2 separate regions of the Muntiacus reevesi genome follow, and region 1 is linked to region 2. Evidence: chromatin contacts called from public Hi-C data. All regions are on one chromosome and are shown on one strand. The core of a region is the stretch at or near the end of the contact, and the rest is flanking DNA. Distances in the headings are between cores, read along the strand shown.

What was found. Hi-C and Micro-C count contacts between places; a contact is called where the count stands out from the background.
Region 1: a contact with region 2 is called in a Hi-C map of blood, with 3 times the contacts expected there. The contact joins the promoter of RGMB here to the promoter of RIOK2 in region 2. A contact is called at or near these places in 2 of 3 Hi-C or Micro-C datasets (blood and muscle).

The regions. Positions count from the first base shown.
Region 1 is chr1:273,725,671-273,732,271 of mMunRee1.1, reverse strand. It overlaps RGMB (repulsive guidance molecule BMP co-receptor b), which reads right to left and starts at 3,633. Exons shown (of 5, transcript XM_065919420.1): 1 at 3,543-3,633; 2 at 2,455-2,530. The coding sequence starts at 2,459.
Region 2 is chr1:272,502,858-272,509,457 of mMunRee1.1, reverse strand. It overlaps RIOK2 (RIO kinase 2), which reads left to right and starts at 2,553. Exons shown (of 9, transcript XM_065919299.1): 1 at 2,553-3,094; 2 at 6,021-6,159. The coding sequence starts at 3,029. LOC136157466 (a long non-coding RNA gene) reads right to left here and starts at 2,346. Exons shown (of 3, transcript XR_010661273.1): 1 at 2,245-2,346.

The DNA of each region.
Region 1 (6,601 bases), core at 2,384-4,883, 1.2 Mb before region 2:
ACTCTTTTTTTTTTTTTTTTAGTAAACTCAACGCCTTCAGAACTCATTCGGGACTTTCGGTAAAGCCAGTCGCTTTGGAAATGCGAATGTGACCCGCGGTCCGGAACGAATCGGATGGCCTGGGAAGGTAGCCGCCAGCTCCCTGGTGGGGTTCGCGGGCAGCTGTGAGAGGCTCTGGTGTTCCTGTCACTCTGACATTTTTCCCTTCCTGAAAGCAGTTGGGGAGGGGGGTCTGAGAGTAGGGGGAACGTCTACGTGTTCTGTTACACTGTAGTTAGATTCATGAGGATAGTGAGTTTTTAATGCAGTGTAATTTTATACCATGATTTGTTGTTGCTCCGTGGCTTTTCCACAAATGTTCATCGTCTATTAGCAAATTAATTCAATAGCAGTTCCGTTTCTACTTTTGCGATGGGATGGTTCCAAAAATGAGAGGGAAACCAATTGCTGGCGGGAAAAGAGGCTTCCAGAGATACAGGAAGCATGTTTTATGAGGTCGATGATAGGTTCCAATTTGTTATCAGCAGGTGTGAAGTGGTATCTAATCTCAAGAATGGCCTCAAAGGCCAGGAACCACTTCATACTGTCCTCGTCTTTGCCTTTCTCCAACAGTTCAGTGTTCTTGCCTGGAGAATCCCCTGCACAGAGGAGCCTGGTGGGGCTACAGTCCGTAGGGTCGCAAAGAGCCCGACACGACTGAGCGACTTGGCGCAGCAGCCCCGCAAACAGCAATGGGCTGCCGTTTTAAATTCACTTATATCCAAGTCGCAGTCTGCAACTCTACCTGCTACATTACTCAGAATCCCTAATTTAGGAATTTTCGTATCAACCACGGACATGTTAGTATTCCACATGTTAAAAAGTGCCAATCAATGAACCAGGATAATTGAGGGCAAACTTTCCATCGCTCCAGCTTACTCATTACACACGTTCTGAATTATACAAACCACTAGCTCCCTAATGAAGGATGCCTATCTATTTTTACTGCAACTTTTCATTACTTACTTATTACATACTGTGATGACTCAAGTGGTAAACACACCTTTCACTGCCCACGATATAACCCAAGTCTTGTGTGTATCCATAATATGCTTAATAGTAGCTTCAGAGTTGCCTGGAGAAATGACTTTTGGGGGGGGGAGAGTTATGTGATATGATTTTTAGGTGATACTCTGAAGTAAACACTGTTAAGCCCCAAATTGATTTTCTTGCAATTACTACATATTACTAATGAAATCAAGTCAATGAAACCCTGGTAAACCTCTTTTTCAAAGTAATCAATGTAAACAGCGTCTTTCAAAGCATTTTGCTAACAAAGACTAATAGTAAGATGGTTCCTCTTCCTTAACCCAAGATTTAGTTCGACTCCTATGAAAGAAGAATCCCACTTTATTGGCCATACTTTAAAACATGTAACCAAGAGTTAAGGGTCAAATTCAGTTTAGTATGAGTTCAGGAGTTTTTTCACTCCTGATTTTCTATAATTTTCCTCCCTTTCCTCTTCTCCCTCCTATATCCTGTTCCTCAAGTACATGGTTGCTCTAGATTTTACCAACAGAGGGCACCCCCGAGTCACTGCACGTCCTAGCGTCCTGAAATGGAGCTATTGTTTCTTAGAGGAAAAACTTCTTTTGAGGCACTTTATTGCTCCTCTGTTGTAAACGTTTGACAAGCCCAAGATTTATACGCCTAAGAATTCACTTTTTATTGCTGCATAAGTGTTCAGCATGCTAGAGGAAAATGTTAATTTTCACAATTAAACCGCAAGGTGGTTCCTATTTTCACGACATTAGGGTTAGTTGACATTCGCCGGGTACATTCGGACTGTTAACAAGATCCCAAGTCAGCTTGGGAAGCAAGAGCGTGGTGAATGGTCAATTATAGCGAACCCACTTCCCCAGCTAGTATGCCACAAGTTAAGGAGTCTTAAGACTCTACAAAGAAAAATCTGGAGAGGGAGCTAGAACACAAACATAAAATCGATGACTTATAAAAGTTTTATATTTTAATAAAAAAGAAAACCGTGACGTGACAGCTTGCACAACTCAAACAAATCCACCCTGTTTCTTGCCCCTTGTATTCTTTCTTCCTTCCTCTTTGTTTTCAGGAAGAAAAGAGGAAACCAGAACAGTACAATTAGGGGACACAGGAAAGCATCCCACAGTATGAAGGTGCCAAATGGGTAGAAATAAAACACATGCCAGCAACATTAATGGATTCTAAACAGACGTGGTTTCTTTTCGTGAACCTTTACATGATGTCTAACCCCTGTTAATACCCAGAATCTCCATTTGCAGAGATCTACCAGGACCCTCTTCTAACAGACCACCCCGGGGCTACGATGTGTGCCACCCATTTTCGAGGAAAGGTTCCCCGATGTTCCCCGGCAAAGCCGGGGAAAAGCAGCCCGGAGCCCTAGGGCCCGGCGGCTAGCGGCTTGTGTATGGTACTTACATCATTCTTAACCCTTCCGCTCCTGGAGGGGGCTTGGCGGGATCGGGGGACCCCTGAGCTCCGGAACACGCAGCACCTGGGTGTGACAGAGGAGTTCCAGGGCCGGGGGTGAGCGCTGCGCCCCCGGAAGGAGAGGGCCCGGGGCGTGCGTGGGGCTCATCACCCGCTCGTACCCGACTGGCCCCCGCGATCCCTGCGGGCTCAGCCGCGGCTCGCGCTGCTCAGAGCGGCAGGTGCAAAAAGCATTTGGGAGTCGCTTGCCAGCGCGCGGAGGTAATGCGCTTCCTGTCCATTTATCTCAGGAAACCAGCGCAGCCTTCCCTTCCAAACAGAATTAACCTCTCATTAGCCAGCCACTCATTCCCGAGAAGGCCTTAAAAGCTTTACCAGCTCGCTAATGTATTTAGGCTTTTCTTCCAGGCAAACCCAGCCGCTACCGCGACTGCCATCAGCCCCTGGGGGGTGGGGGTGGGGCGTTCCTCTGGGCTCCCCTGGGAGCCAACCGCTTACCTTCTTCGCCCCCATCCCCCACCCCACCCAGCTTCAAGTCAGGGAAACTCTGGCCAACCCAGATCCCCAGGCTGTAATCACGGGCAGACCCGACTTGCTGCGGGAAACAGCCCCAACAAGTCCCCACTGATTTCGCGAGCGCCCCTCGCATCAAAGCCTCCAGCTCTGCGAGCCTCATAGCCGCGGCGAGGGTACCCGGGAAGGAACTTCGACGGCCAGCTGGCCCCGGGTGGTGGGCGCTGACTACCCCCTTTGGGGCGCTAGCCCCGTCCTCAGCACTGAGCAGGGTCGGGCGTGGGGGTTGGGGGGGGCAGTGTTCGCGGGGATCCGGCCGATCCAGCCGACGCCGGGAGTGGGGAATCCAGTGCGGTTCTAGGTCTGCACGTGGCAAGAAGGGGCCTTTTGCAGGGCTGGGCTTTTCTCACCCTGGCGCCCCGCCGCCCCGAGGCGGGCAGATTTATACCACACAGGTGGACGGAGACCTAAACAGAACAGTCCCGGTCGCTGCCTGCCGCTCGCCATCCCCCCCACCCCGGCCCTCCGGCCCACCGCAAACTTCAACAAAATAAACAACTCACCACAGGCATTCCCTTGTCTGCAGCACGACGCTTGCCAGCTGGGAAAATAAGCCGCAAGCCACGCGGCCGGGGCGCTGAGCGAGGCAGCGCGGCGCCCGCTTCTCTTTCCCCGGTGGGGGCGGCGGGAACCTGGGGGGGGCCGGGGAGGGGGGGCTCGCCCTCCCGGTTCCCCGACTGTGAGGGAGCGCCCGGGAAGGCGCTGCGCCCTTGCAGCCGCCGCGATCTCTCCGGCTCCCTAGGGGAGGGGGGCGGGAGGCAAAAAGCCCTTGGCTGCGTCCTTGCTTTCTCCAAGCTGCTGTCTCTTCCCTCCAGTTCGGTTCAGTTCCCTCCCGTTATCAAAGACCAGATCTAGAGGGTCTCCACCCCACCCCTCCACGTCTCCCCCTGCCGGCGCGCGCCGGATCTGGGCAGCTCGGCGGCGGAGGGGCGCGCAGCGGCGGGCCAGGACGCCCAGCCTCCGGGCCCGCTCGCCCGCGTTGCCCCCACCCCGAGGGCCGGCACAAAGAGCCTTTCACGCGGCCAAAGCCACCCTCCTCGCCGGCTGCATTGCCTTTTGCTCCCCCCGCCCCGCACCAAGTATTCCCGGTCGCTGGCTGTGCCAGCTGTCGCCAGGGCAGGGCCGTAGGGAACGTGGGCACGTGGTTCCTACTCTGCGCTTTTCCGCACAAACGCTGATGCCCCCCTTTCCACCCCTTTCCGCTGCCCACCAGCGGCGTCGAAATGCCTTCCTCGCTTTCCATACACGATCTCTGAGTGTCTTCCGAGTAGGTCTAAACTGGGGGAGGGGGGCAGTATTGGTCCTCTGGAGTTTCGCTGAAATAAGGAATCCAGCGATCTGTCCTGTCCCTCTAAAAGGGGCTTGAGTTTATAGCTTAGGACAAGCCCAGGACAACGATTTGGGAATCACGAGGGGAGAGAGGGGCTTTCCTGGTAGCACAGTTGGTAAAGAATCAGCCTGCAATGCCGGAGGCCTGGGTTCGATCCCTGGGTTGGGAAGATTCCGCTGGAGAAGGAAATGGCAACCCACTCCAGTATTCTTGGCCTGGCGGGCTACAGCCCATGGGGTCGCAAAGAGTCGGACACGACTTAGCGACTAAACCATCCCCCCGCCCCCGCCCCACCACCACCAGGGGAGAGACATCTAAGACACAGGTGAGGAAGCGTGTTATAAAGAACAAGGCCAGCCCACGCAGTGTTCAAGGGAAGACAGTCCCTTGGGTAAGAGCAGAAGGTGGGATGGCAGCGGGGGGCTAGAGGGAAGGGGCTAGCTGACCTTCCAGAGTTGAAAATAAGCATCACGGTTACTCAGCAGGAGCTATGATTATTCTATGCAATCAACGCCTGAGACGAGTAGGCTGCTTCTCCTCGTTTGGGCAAATAGCCCAGCGTCTTGACCTAGGCATTTCACCTTCTGCCTCCTTAGAAGTTTCTCCGACCCTCTCTAGCTTTTCTTCGCCTTCTACAGTCCCGCCTCTGGGGCCGCTCGGTCTGTCGCTAGAGGCAGCGAAGAGCAGGGCAAAGAGGGCGCAGTGGGAATCCAGGGAGCCCGGTCCTTCAGGGACTTTTTGAAGAGGAGTCAGACAACTGGGTCACTATCGCGAAAGGTGGGGTTAGGGGCAGTGGCCGGGTTCCTTCTGGTTCTGAAATCCTATGATGAGACACGCCCACTGGCATCCTCTCTGTAGGTTCCTTTTTCCTTTTTATTTTTTCCATTTATCCACTTGGCTTTATCTTCTCCAAGTGCCAATCAAATTGGGAAAAAGAAAAAAAACCAAACCCAAAACTGGGGATGTTTCATGATAAACGTAAGATACATTGAAAAATGCTCTTTTTGCTACTGAGAATTAAAAAAAAAATAATCACCCTCAGCTCCTGGTCCACAGAAACAAGGAATTTTAATGTCCTCACTTTGAAAATCCGCTTCAACAATCAGTAGCGCAGAGCTTTGATTTAAAACCTAAAGGCAAAAAAAATAAAATTTAAAAAAAAAAAAAAAAACCTAAAGGCAAGCCTCCTGTGTTTTTCTTTTCCCTTCCACCAACACAAAGACAAGCTGCCACATAAAATAATGATGAACAAGAGTTCAAAGCAAGCCCAGGGAGCCAGCCCAGAGGACGTTTGCTAATGCAGCCCCAGTCCTTCACCACAACCCCTGCTAAAGCTGGCTTTGGACAGCACATAAATAGTAGGCAGGAGCTGCCAGACCCCTTTCCCTTCACCCCTTCCCATAAATATTGGTCAGTGGAACCTGTGTGCTAACTTGTCAGTCATCATGTAAATGCATTAATCAAATCAATACACATAACTTTCCCTTAGCCTCATGGGAAAGCAGGATAGCTTCCCTGGTGGCTCAGAGGGTAAAGCGTCTGCCTGCAGTGCAGGAGACCTGGGTTTGATCCCTGGGTCAGGAAGATGCCCTGGAGAAGGAAATGGCACCCCACTCCAGTACTCTTGCCTGGAAAATCCCATGGACAGAGGAGTCTGGCAGGCTACAGTCCATGGGGTCATAAAGAGTCAGACTGAGCGACTTCACTTTCACTTTCTTTCATGATTCTTTCCAAAATTTTTGATTCACTACTCACTTTGGAATCTTTAGCCTTACTTCTCCCTCTGGACAAACTTGACTATTTTCTGTGAATCCTTTGTGAAAGCAAAACAAAAAAAGGTGAAATTTCATAATGAAGTATTAATTTTTAAACTATAAATCTCTTCTTCAGTTTCAACAAAAGAATTTTACAACTGCTTAGCTTTCATACCAATGCACACTTAAAAATTATAATATTGAAGATAATTCTTAGGTACACTTTCTTTGGGAAATATAAGTTATTGTTTAAACAATAGTGATGGAGGAACATTTTGACCTTGTCTAATTCTGTTCCGTTCATTTCTATCCATCACACTACCCTCATGACCATCCCATTCATATATGCTAACAATGGTTATATTTCTAATTAAATACCACAGTGTATGTTTCATTAGTAAAAGAACATGGTTTATTTCCCATCCACTGCCCTCCCCCATTCTTTATCTTATTTAGTGCTCCATAACTTTTTTCTCTT
Region 2 (6,600 bases), core at 1,304-3,803:
AGGGCTTCTCTGATGGTTCAGTGGCTGAGTCCACCTTCCAATGCAGGGGACGCCAGGTTCTGTCCCCGATCTGGGAAGACCTCACACGCTAAGGGGCAACGAAGCCTGTGTGCCACAACTGCTGAGCCTGTGCTCCCCAGCCCCAGAGCTGCGACTGCTGGGCCCGAGCACTGCGACTACTGAAGGCCTCGCACCTTAGATCTGGAAGGCCCCAGGGAGAAGTCACCATGATGAGAAGCCCTGGCTGCAACTAGAGAAAGCCTGCCCTCAGCAATGAGAAAGAAAGCAAAGGGTGTGTCAAAGGGGTAGATTGTTCTGCTTTCTTCATTTTCTGGTTTCAGGATATTAACTATTCTAGCTGTAAAGACAGGGCTGATTTGACTGTGTGCCTTAGAATTCCAGTGCATGTTCTACTGCTGCTACTGCTGCTGCTGCTGCTAAGTCATTTCAATCTTGTCCAACTCTGTGCAACGCTATAGACAGCAGCCCACCAGGCTCCGCCGTCCCTGGGATTCTCCAGGCAAGAACACTGGAGTGGGCAGCTATTTCCTTCTCCAATGCATGAAAGTGAAAAGTGAAAGTGAAGTCACTCAGTCGTGTCCGACTCTTCATGACCCCATGGGACTGCAGCCTACCAGGCTCCTCGGCCCATGGGATTTTCCAGGTAAGAGTACTGGAGTGGGTTGTCATTGCCTTCTCCGAGTGCATGTTCTACAAAAGAGCTAGTTCTGTGTTTCAACAAAGCAACAAACCCAGATCACCTTGGAGAAGAGGAAAATCAACACTTGGGTCAATGAAAACTGGAGGGGACGGGGGCAGGCATGCAGGAGAGAACACCTGTAAATACTGAGTTCCAAAGTTTACACTGAAAGTTTTGAGCCTGGACCCAGGGAGAGGCTGAACAGCAGTGGTTTGAAATGTGGTCAACCCTGCAGTAGCCCACAATCCTCCTCAAACACATGCAGTGCCCTCACCTCCCATGAGGGGTGAACCAAAATAACTGCCTTTTAAAGGTTTAAAATATATACTTCTGCTTTATTGATTCCGCCAAAGCCTTTGACTGTGTAGATCACAACAAATTGTGGAAAATTCCTGAAGAGATGGGAATACCAAATCACCTTACCCGCCTCCTAAGAACTCTGTATGAAGGTCAAGCAGCAAGTTAGAACCAGATATGGAACAGACTGGTTCCAAATTAGGAAAGGAGTACATCAAGGCTGTATAGTGTCACCCTGCTTATTTAACTTACATGCAGAGTATATCATGTGAAATGCCAGGCTGGATGAAGCACAAACTGGAATCGAGATTGCTGGGAGAAACATTAATAATCTCAGATACACAGATGACACCACTCATGGCAGAAAGTGAAGAGGATCTGAAGAGCCTCTTGATGAAAGTGAAAGAGGAGAGTGAAAAAGCTGGCTTAAAGCTCAACATTCAAAAAACCGAGATCATGGCACCTGGTTCCATCACTTCATGGCAGACGGGGAAACAATGGAAACAGTGACAGACTTCATTTTCCTGTGCTCCAAAATCACTGCAGATTGTGAGGGCACCCACGAAATTAAAAGACGCTTGCTCCTTGGAAGAAAAGCTATGACCAACCTAGACAGCATATTAAGAAGCAGAGACATTACTTTGCCAACAAAGGTCCGCCTAGTCAAAGCTACAATTTTTCCAGTAGTCACGTATGGATGTGAGAGTTGGACTATAAAGAAAACTGAGTGCTGAAGAATTGATGCTTTTGAACTGTGGTGTTGGAGAAGACTCTTGAAAGTCCCTTGGACTGCAAGGGGATCAAACCAGTCAATCCTAAAGGAAATCAGTCCTGAATATTCACTGGAGAGACTGATAGTGGAGCTGAAACTCCCAATACTTTGGCCACCTGATGCGAAGAACAGACTCACTGGGAAAGATGCTAATGCTGAGAAAGACTGAAGGCGAGAGAAGAACGGGATAACAGAGGATGAGAAGGTTGGATGGCATCACCAACTCCATGGACATGAGTTTGAGTAGGTTCTGGTAGTTGGTGATGGGCAGGGAAGCCTGGCGTGCTGCAGTCCATGCACACACGACTGAGCAACTGAACTGAACTGAAAGGCTTAAACCATAGTTCCTTAGATGAGACAAAAACGCAAACATTATCCTACAAGTTTTGTCATCCTTATAAAAAAACAGAATAGGCACCCTTTTTGTCGAGGTCCAAGCTATTAACGGTACGGCTCAGGTTACATTTTTGTTTACCTAGGGAAAAGTCCCAGGACTTGTGTCCGCAGTTCGCCGAAAGCCTTTAAATTAGGCCCTCGATAACAACTGTGTAGTTCCACTGGGAACCGTCCACTTGAGCACTTTCTCTGGAAAAGCGCGAGAGAGATGCCGACTGCAACCCCGCCCTCCCACGTCAGTCCAGACCCCGCCCCCAGGCGGCGCAGGCGCACTGGGGAGTCTCAGGGAGCATCTTCGACCAAGTACGCCAAGTGACGCGAGAGTTCTCTTCCACCATGGCGGCCCGTCGTGAGCATGCGCAGTTAGACACGGACCCGCTCCCGCGATTACTCTTACCGAATAGCCTTGGGTTTCCTGAGTCCAGCTCAAGTTCTTTTTGTCCCTTTCTTGATGTAACTCACTTCATCTAAAGGAGTTGCTGTTTGGAGATAAAACTTGGTCTTCTCATTAAATTTCCACTCTGCTCTTAAAAGGCAGGTCGCGGGCCTTTAGACAGTCGGTCCTGACAGAAATGAAAAAAAACAAAAACGGGGTATGATCTCTAGAGCAGTTAAAGAGTCAGCCAATTCAGCGACATAACAAAATCACTTTACAAAAAGTACTCTGCTTTGTTCCACTATGTGCTTCACCAGACTCAAGATGTTTCATTGCCCCAAGTCAGTGAGAACGGGACATCTACTTAGTGACAAGGACCTGTAGGATAAACTGCGCGTGCGCGAGCCGCCCAGGCGCCGTGAGAAGCGTGAGAAGCTGCGTTAACCGCGCTCCTGGTCGTCCGGGTTTGCCTGAGTTCCGGTCCGCCATGGGGAAGGTGAATGTGGCCAAGTTGCGTTACATGAGCCGGGATGACTTCAGGGTCCTGACAGCGGTAAGAAGTACCCCGTTTTTCCCCCTCCTCTGTCCTTTTCCACCGAGCGTGCCTTTTCTCTTGCTCCAGGTTTGCTGGGAGCTGAGCAAGGCCCCTAGTGCCCCCAGAACGCAGCCGACGTTGGGACTGAGGAAAAAGAAGATCAGATAGTCGGGTTTTTCAAAAGCCTTTGTCCACAAGCTTTTATTTTCCCCCACTTGAAGCAAAGGCCCCCGCTCGTCCGTCCTTTCTGCTCCCCTTCTCCAGAATCACATTCCAGTCTCTGTGGCCTGGGAAGTTTCTTTGACCCTGAGCTTCTTTTTCCGACCGAGAAGGATTTAAGACTTTTCTTTCTTTCTTTTTTTTTTTTTTTTTGTTTAAGACTCTTGAAGAGAATTAATTGGTAGCTGAAGAAAAGTTATGACCAACCTAGACAACATATTAAAAAGCAGAGACATTACTTTGCCAATAAAGGTCCGACTAGACAAGGCTATGGTTTTTCCAGGAGTCACATATGGATATGAGAGTTGGACTGTAAAGAAAGCTGAACGGGAAAGATTGATGCTTTTGAACTGTGGTGTTGGAGAAGACTCTTGGGAGTCCCTTGGACTGCAAGGAGATCCAACCAGTCCATCCTAAAGGAGATCAGTCCTGGGTGTTCATTGGAAGGACTGATGCTGAAGCTGAAACTCCAATACTTTGGCCACCTCATGCGAAGAGCTGACTCATTTGCAGCGACCCTGATGCTGGGAAAGATTGAAGGCAGGAGAAGGGGAGGACAGAGGATGAGATGGTTGGATGGCATTACTGACTGGATGCTTGAGCAAGCTCCAAGAGTTGATGATGGACAGGGAGGCCTGGCGTGCTGCAGCCCATGGGGTCGCAAAGAGTCAGACACGACTGAGCGGCTGAACTGAACTGCATTTCCTACTAACATACTCAGTCACATAGCACTCCTTCAGTTTCACTGAATCAACACATACTTAATGGATTTTTAGTAACAGTTTTAGGGAATTGCAGAGGGTACAGGACAGATAAGAGAAAGGAGACAAGTCATCCAGTAAATGAATAAATAACAGGGATATCAGGTAAAAAGTGTTATGAAGATGATAAGAGGATAATAAAATAGAAACTCAGCATGATGGGGGCAAGGGGCCTGAATACTGTTTTTAAACTCTTCAGTTAGGCAACACTGTCTGAGTGCAAGAATCTTGTCCGTTTTTTAAAAAGTTCTGGCACTTGGTACTGAATAAATACGTGTTAAGTAGAAGAAAGAATGGGGGCGGGGGGTGGAGGAGGGCGGACATAATAGCTGAGTAGAAAGGAACCTGCCGAATAAAGTCCTTGCAAAGAATTTAAGGGAGAGGAAACCAGTGGTTAAGTGCGAAAACCCGCAGGCAGGAACAACTTTTGAAGACTAGAAAGGCCAGGTTGGCTGGAGCAAAGTAAGAAAGAAGCTGAAGAGTTGGAGATGTAACTGGAAAAGATGAGAGCCAGATGATATGCTGTAGATATAGAGCCATACAGGCTTGGTAAAGAATTTAAAATAAATTCTAAGTATAGGGGAGTCCCTGAATGTTTTTAAACAGGAAAGTGACAAAAACTGATTTTATGGTCTTAGCATTGTAGCACAAAGATCAGCACATAGGTTAGGCATTTGCAGAATAAAACACATTTATTTCGGAGCTGTTATCTTTTGCTTAAATAGACATTGCTTAAGGACTAAACTGTGAAATGCAAATTCATTGTAAGATTTGGAAGACAATTTTTTGTCCTCCCATAGATTCTGAAATTCAGGTAGACGTCCTCTAAATACCTAGTGTCAAAAGATACTTTCATTCTCTACTTGTTTAGCACATTAACTCATCCCTTAATGCCACTGTCAGAAATAGGGGGTCAAGAGAATGTTAGAGAAACAGAATAAAGCATGGAAGGTGAATTAAGTTTAAAGTGTGAGATTTTGGTTGGGAAATCAGAACGATGCCAGATTTATCTTCCAAAACTTGACTTTTGCAATTCTTAAGTTCTTTTTGAAGCTCACCAAGGAGTGGCCTAATTGTTAAAATATTTCAGTCTCACTTGAGTCTTACCAGTCTTGATATAGGTGACCACCTTTCCTTCCCTTTATTTCTCCGGTGCCTCCTATATCAATAATCATACTTTGGCTGCCGTTTACCTTTTGGTGTGAATTCCTGCCCAAGTTCTGTCCCTCATCCCTCCTTTTTCTCCCATTATATTCTTGATTAATGATCACGCCCTTTCATGACTTTATCTCTTCATTAAATAATTGACAGATTTTTTTCCTGTAGTTATTACTTCATTCCCAAGTGCAGGTCACCCTTTCCAATTTTCCTTAACATCTTCTTTTAAAGTATCTTTTTGAAGGATCTTCCAACACCTCAAACTCAATGTGCTCAAATAGAATTAAGCAACTTTTCTACCTCCTCACACCTTTCCCAAACTTCATTAAAATAGTGTTTATTATTATCTTAATAATCCTTCCTCTCCTTCAACTTTCACTCTTCATTCACTTTACCCTTCCGTATCAAGTGCCAGTCTCTCCCATACTAATTTCTTCAGTTCTTTCCCACCATTCCCTTCACCTCTCCCCTATTCTGGCTTCTGTCTTCTCTGACTTAGACTGTTGTCTTTGTTCTCCAGTATACCACCTCCAGTTTTTGCCTTCCATAAACTGCTTTGCATATTCCTGCTAAATTAATGTCCTTAAAACAACCTTTTTCATGTATTTCCCTTGACTAAATATTTTCATGAGTTTCCTACTTTCCTCAATATAAAATATGACTAGGGAAGGTAATAATTATATCTCATAATTGCTTCCGGAACTGCGTGGTCAGAGAAGTTTAAAAAAGTTAAGTTTTTACCAGAGTTTTGATAGATAGCGACTGTATGTTGATTATGGTTACATTTTTATTTTCTTCAATTTCAGGTTGAAATGGGCATGAAGAACCATGAAATTGTTCCCTGCAGTTTGGTTGCTTCTATAGCCAGCCTTAAACATGGTGGTTGTAATAAAGTCTTAAGAGAACTAGTAAAACATAAACTCATAGCTTGGGAGCGAACCAAAAGTAAGTATTTGAGGCGCCATTTGTGATTTTCCATGTATTGGCTTCCCCCAGAGCAGGTATTCCAAAAGGCAGATAGAAGTTGTCATGCTAAGAAAACACTAGACCTGGAACTGACACAGCACACTTTTACCATGTTCTGCTCAGAGCAGTCACCAGGCCCACCCAGATCAGAGAAGTTAGAGAAGTAACTTCCACTTCCTGATAAGGGATTCGGAAGTTCCAGGTGCAGAAGAGCAGGTAGAATAGAGATACTATTGCTACTGTCTTGGGAAAGTACAGTCTGCCAAAGGACTCTAGGGCATTCCCTCTCAAACCGCTGTGGTGATGGTTTGTGGTTCTTTTCCACCTTTATAAAGGGTCCATGCCTTTATAAAATAATGTAAATACTAGAAAGATGAAATAAAAAAACTGACAAGATACAGGCACATATTCCTTCTTGTT